Regions from separate parts of the Mus musculus genome. Here region 1 is linked to region 2. The links are chromatin contacts, called in public promoter capture Hi-C maps. All regions are on one chromosome and are shown on one strand. The core of a region is the stretch at or near the end of the contact, and the rest is flanking DNA. Distances in the headings are between cores, read along the strand shown. Region 1 holds the start of Hsd17b12 (hydroxysteroid (17-beta) dehydrogenase 12). Region 2 holds the start of Zfp408 (zinc finger protein 408).

Region 1 (2,700 bases), core at 169-2,668, 2.5 Mb before region 2:
GACCTCTAAGTAGAGCCTGAACAGCGACTCCATTTGTTTACTTTATGTCTGTCTCCCTGTCCGCTGAAGTACTTCCATGCTCTTCCAGAGATCAGATTTTTGTGTCCCCTTAAAGCTTCCCTTCAGGGCAGGGGAGATTGCTTGGTGGGTAAAGTATTTGCTGCTCAAGCATAAGGCCTGTTTTCAGAGTCAGGGCCACAGCTTGTGCATCAACAAGTGAGTTTCGGTCACCTGTCCTTCCTAAGTCAGCTAAAACAGTCAAATTAATAGTGCAGAACAGCAGGAAAAGAAAAGAATAAAAAAAGATTTGGGAAAAGTTATAAAGAGACCCAGTACCTTCCACCAAAGCCATGTTTTAGGTTCTGATGTGCAGTTATGGTTTAAGAATGGGCCAGAGTAACATAAATCTAAGCAAGTCAAAGTGTGGTCCAGCCAGCTCACCACTGGCCCCTCATTGCCTCCCCTGTAAGGTGTTCTGGAAGTGTTTGCCCACGTTTTAGGTTTTCTTTTATCCCAGCATGAAGTCCCTTGATGGGGGTGAATCGGTTCCTGTTTTGATTTTATTGTTTTGATTGTCTTACAGTAAAAAGTATAGGACACAAATATCTCTTTAATATCCTCCCACAAAACAAAAATAAAATGATTTTGGTTTTTACTGGACCAGGTCCAATAAAAAAATTTGAGTTTCCCAGAATTGCTCCATAAGCTCTGTTCTTGTAGGATACTTTTCATTCATCTTACAACTGTTAACGCTACTACACAGTAGAGTTTTCTGGAATTCCGAATTATTGGGAACAAGTATAAAGTTCATTGTGGGAGCTAAGGCAGTCATTCAAAAAAATGGAGCGAAAGCGTGCTCTGCAGACAAAGGGGAACCGTAAACCTTCATCTGAAAAGTCTGAGGAATTAACAATCCGAAAGCGGTTATTACTAAGACGTAATCACAAGCACTACTCCAGCTCCTCCCGGACTTCTACTATATTCTTCCCTTTCCGGTTCCATTCCTTCCTGAAATGTGAGCTAAACCCAGTTAGGTATCACTGGCCAATCAGCGCGCAGCCTTCCGCAGTCGTAAGGGCCGCCTCTGCCAATGAGAGATCCCTGCGCTTCGGTGGTGCGAGGTAAAGCTTGTGGGCGGAGCCAAACGTTGAGCGGCTTGTGAGCGAGCCACTGTCTTAATACGGAAATGCGGCTCTGAGCGCGCCGAAGGGGATTGTGGGCGGGGCTACGAAACGAAGGCTAACCAATAGGAGACATAGTACGCTTACAGGAAAGAGAAGTCACCAATAGACACATGGATATGACTATGTAGGCGGGTCTTAGACCTAAAGCGTTCAAAAAATCACGTCTATTCGCTGCGTCTTCGCCGTCACGGCGGCACCGCCTCCTCGTCCCATTCATTCTTTTTTTTTTTTTCCTTCCCCATTCACCGTAGTAGTGAGGCCTAGTCACGAGCCATGGAGTGCGCTCCCCCGGCGGCCGGCTTCCTGTACTGGGTGGGCGCGAGCACCATTGCCTACCTGGCCCTGCGAGCCTCGTACTCGCTCTTCAGGGCCTTCCAGGTGTGGTGCGTGGGCAACGAGGCCTTGGTCGGTCCGCGACTCGGAGAATGGGCAGGTGAGTGGAACCACAAGCCGCGACCACGCTGTGGCCCTTGTTCCCCTGTCGCTCGCGCTCAGCGAGCCCGCTCTGGAGCGCGGAAACTTCTCCAGACCCTGAGCGCACTGGCGGGGTGGGTGATCTGACCTGCTGCTGCCTGGTGGGCACGGAGGAGACCTTTCTTAACTCCCCGGACTTGTCCTGTTGGAGCCCTCCTGGGCAGGCGGCCGGAGTCAGGCGCATTGTCCGCTGTGTCCCTTGCAGTGTTTATTTATTTTTTAAAATAAAGTTTTTCACTTGGCTTGAAAACTGGCCCTGTGCTATGGATGAGAGCATAGGTGAAGATAGGAAGAAGGGTTGCAGGGACAACGATTTCAGAAGTTAGGATCTTGGGAAACTTGATTCTCCAGTTACTTGAATTGGGTTTGTTTCATGTAATTTAACAAGTCCTTTTGGGGAGGGGGGAGGTGGAGGCGGTGTCGGAGGAAATCTTGGTAAATTATTCTGGAGTTTCAATGACTAAGAAGCGCTGTTCTGGGAAAACAAAGTCTTCCTATCGTATTCAGTACTTTTTGCAAGAGTTTGCGGAAAATGTCTTTACAAAAAGTGACCAAAACACGCGAACCTTCTTCTTTTCAGTTGACAGATTTTAAAAATGAGAACGAAGGTCGTATCAGAGAAGTTGAGAAAATCCTAGTTCAGCCCTCTCACCTTTGTTTCTATTTTTTGAGAGAAGGGCTTTAAAACAAACACCCATGTAATCATGATGTATGTGTGGCTCTCTGGTGTTTTGTAACTCACTGTTCACGACTCAAACATTTTATAGAATATTGGGGTGCGGTTGCCTACGGACTAAACACAGGACAGAAATCATGTTACTTTTCAGGTTTGTTCTGTTCATTAAAGAACATTTAAACGACTTAGAAAAGACATGACAGTTAATCTTTTGGGACAACACCCTAATAATAGGAGAAAATATTTCAAGTAGAAATGAGTTTGTGAGCCCCTTTCCTTGATGTGGGGCAAACAGTGATTTTATACAACTTTCCAAAATCACTTTTCATAGTCCCTGGGGGAAAAAGTGCTCGCTGTGATTAAGAT
Region 2 (2,700 bases), core at 64-2,563:
GCTGAATGAATGAATGAATGAATTTCATAAGTGGAGAAGGAAACGGATATTTGTACTATGAACTGGGCACAAATTCACCTCACAACTGCACTAGTAGTTCAGCATATGCTATAAAAACCATTTTACAGTTTGAACAAAAAGCGGGGGGAGGGAGGGAGGGAGCAAACTGCTACAGATCATAGAACCCAGACGCAGGATTTTAACCCACAAGTTCCAGTTTGAGGTGTTCTCTAGGTTAAAGTCAACCCCCTCAACAGTGATCTTAAGTGACTGTCGGTCACAAAGTTCACTGGGATCCAAGAGGCGCCACGAAAGGGCAGCCAGACTTCTCAGGGCAAACTGAAGTCACAGTACTTGCTGGTGCTGGAATCAGACTGTTTTGTGACTTTGGAAAAACCCAAATCCTACAAGGCTGCAACTCTAAACTATAATCATGTTTGCATAGAGTCCGAAAACAAACAACGAATGGAGTGTATTTCGTTTCACAAGAAAGTGAGATGAAAGCACGGCCTATCAAGTGACAAGGTGGATCACTTCCCCTGATTTCTAGCTCTCAGTGCTATGCCAGATCTGATCAGGACGACTTCTCCCTCCCTCCCACCGGCTTGCTCTGGCTTGGCCTATGCCTTGCAGAGGGAGGGCAGGAACAAGTCAGAGAAAGTGGCTGTCTTCTCATTGCAGGCGCCGAAATGGGAAAAATCCCGGCAGCGAAGAGACCCAGGCCCTCGGGCCCAATTCCACTCCCGACCCACTGCCTCGGATTTTCCCCTTTCCGACCCAATTCCTTCCGTTGACCAGAGCAGCTCTTCCCCACCACCACGCCCAAAGAGACCCCGCGCTCCGCAGCTCACCTCGTTCCGGCAATGCTTCCTCTGCCACGCCTGTCAAAGCTCGGCAAACATCCGGCTCCGAGATGGGAATGGGAACCGCCCCCTCGGGGGCCCCCAGCTCCCCAACCACTTCCGCCATTTCTTCTACCTACTTCCGGCTTGCTGCCCGGACCAAACAAGGCTTTCTTGGTGCTCCGCCCACTTCCGGCAATCACCTGACAAAATGTGAGGTTAATTAGCCGAGCTGTCCGACTCGCCGCTACCTAAAGTGAGTGAGTTGGGTTCCGCTTTTCCAGATGCAGGAAACTAGCGGGCCTCTGAAATCCTAGGTTCGTATCGCCCATCGGACAGGGTTTTATCTGTCAAGTACTTCCAAACTCCCAGGTCCATCCTTCAATGATGCCTAACCACCCGGATTCTTCCTTGAGCTTAAATTTGAAAATCAAGGACTGTTTCCGGGAGGAACCGGGACAAAAACGCTCACTTCCGGTAGAGGGGAGTGGCGAGAGAATCTCTGTCCCACGATGAAGGAGGTGGAGGAGGTGATCTTGGGGAAAATAGAGCCGCACCGTGAGTGACCTGCGATGTCTGCGACCCTCAGCCCTGGACTAGATGGCCACAGCGTTTTTCTAGTCAGCGCATTCCCTTACATCCCTTTTTCTCTTGAGCCTGGGATCCTGCTCCGGTGCCCTAAGAGACTAGACTCCCTCCCAACCATTCAAGGGCCCTACTAACTAGAACCTTGCTAATCCCTCGGACTCTTGGGTCATAGCTGACCCTGTACCTCTCTTTCCCCAACCCCACGCCTTCATGGACCACTCCTTTACTGCCTTCCCGTCTCCCTGCAGCCCCAGAGCCACCCCTGGGCCAGGATTCAGGATGGAGCCCTTCCGGAAAAGGCTTTGCTCCGGGCCTCAAAGCCTGCCCGCCGGGTACGAGCCCTGCCATCCTTGTTCTAAGGAGCCTCCCCCAGGGCTTGGCCGTGGGCCCCTCGAGATCCAGGAATCAGCACTTGGGGGTCTGGTGTGTAGGAGCACCCCTGCAGCCCGGCCTGCATTGGGGACCTCTGGAAGATGAGTCCGTCCTGGAGAAGGGCGAGGGAATGAAGACACCGCACGAGGAGGTATTGAGGAGTCGGACATCTGTCTGAAAGTTTGGGGGAGGTTCAGACATTTCCGGACAGCTCTTCCAGTTTGTTAGAAGCAGGATATTTTCAAACTCGAGAAATAATTGTCCCTTCATTGCAGCGCTGTCTTGCTCTACCTAAGCAGCAGTAACTAAAGCAGATGCAAAGAAGTTGTGAGAACCTGAATTCCTACTGTGTTGGCAGAGACAAAGGTCAGAAGCTAAGGTTACCAGGATCAGATTCAAACCTGTTAACTAGTTAGCTAAATTACACACCTAATATTACTCACCTGTAAAAGAAAGTTGTGGCTGTTACCGAGATCCTTTGGAAGACCAGAGGACACGATGCAAGCCAAATACGCCTGTGCTTTGTAAGCATTAGTAAGGATTGTTTAAAAGTATTGGTGCTCTTGCAGCGTTTTCTGTTTGGTATTTGCTGAAAGGCTGTGCTGTTTAGAGCTTTCCACACCTTTAAGGAGAGGTGAGTGGACTCTCTGGTCTTCACTGACTGAAGATATAAAACAGCACCATAGAACTGGGCGCGGTGGCACACGCCTTTAATCCCAGCACTGGGTGGGAGGGGGGCGGGGGGAGGCAGACGCAGAGGCAGGCGGATTTCTGAGTTCGAGGCCAGCTTGGTCTACAGAGTTAGTGCCAGGACAACCAGGGCTACACAGAGAAACCATGTCTTGAAAAACCAAAAAAAAAAAAAAAAAAAAAAAACAAACCACACAGCACCATAGTG

What was found. Promoter capture Hi-C pulls out the DNA fragments that hold promoters and counts their contacts.
Region 1: a contact with region 2 is called in a promoter capture Hi-C map of pre-B cells, with 2.6 times the contacts expected there. The contact joins the promoter of Hsd17b12 here to the promoter of Zfp408 in region 2. A contact is called at or near these places in 2 of 39 promoter capture datasets (neutrophils and pre-B cells) and 1 of 9 other capture datasets (liver).

What each region holds. Positions count from the first base shown.
Region 1 is chr2:94,156,627-94,159,326 of GRCm38.p6, reverse strand. Hsd17b12 (hydroxysteroid (17-beta) dehydrogenase 12) reads left to right here and starts at 1,418. Exons shown (of 11, transcript NM_019657.4): 1 at 1,418-1,617. The coding sequence starts at 1,458. Gm39885 (a long non-coding RNA gene) reads right to left here and starts at 1,163. Exons shown (of 3, transcript XR_866573.3): 1 at 1-1,163.
Region 2 is chr2:91,648,404-91,651,103 of GRCm38.p6, reverse strand. It overlaps Zfp408 (zinc finger protein 408), which reads left to right and starts at 1,313. Exons shown (of 5, transcript NM_001347175.2): 1 at 1,313-1,400; 2 at 1,679-1,953. The coding sequence starts at 1,355. Arhgap1 (Rho GTPase activating protein 1) reads right to left here and starts at 986. Exons shown (of 14, transcript NM_001359970.1): 1 at 852-986.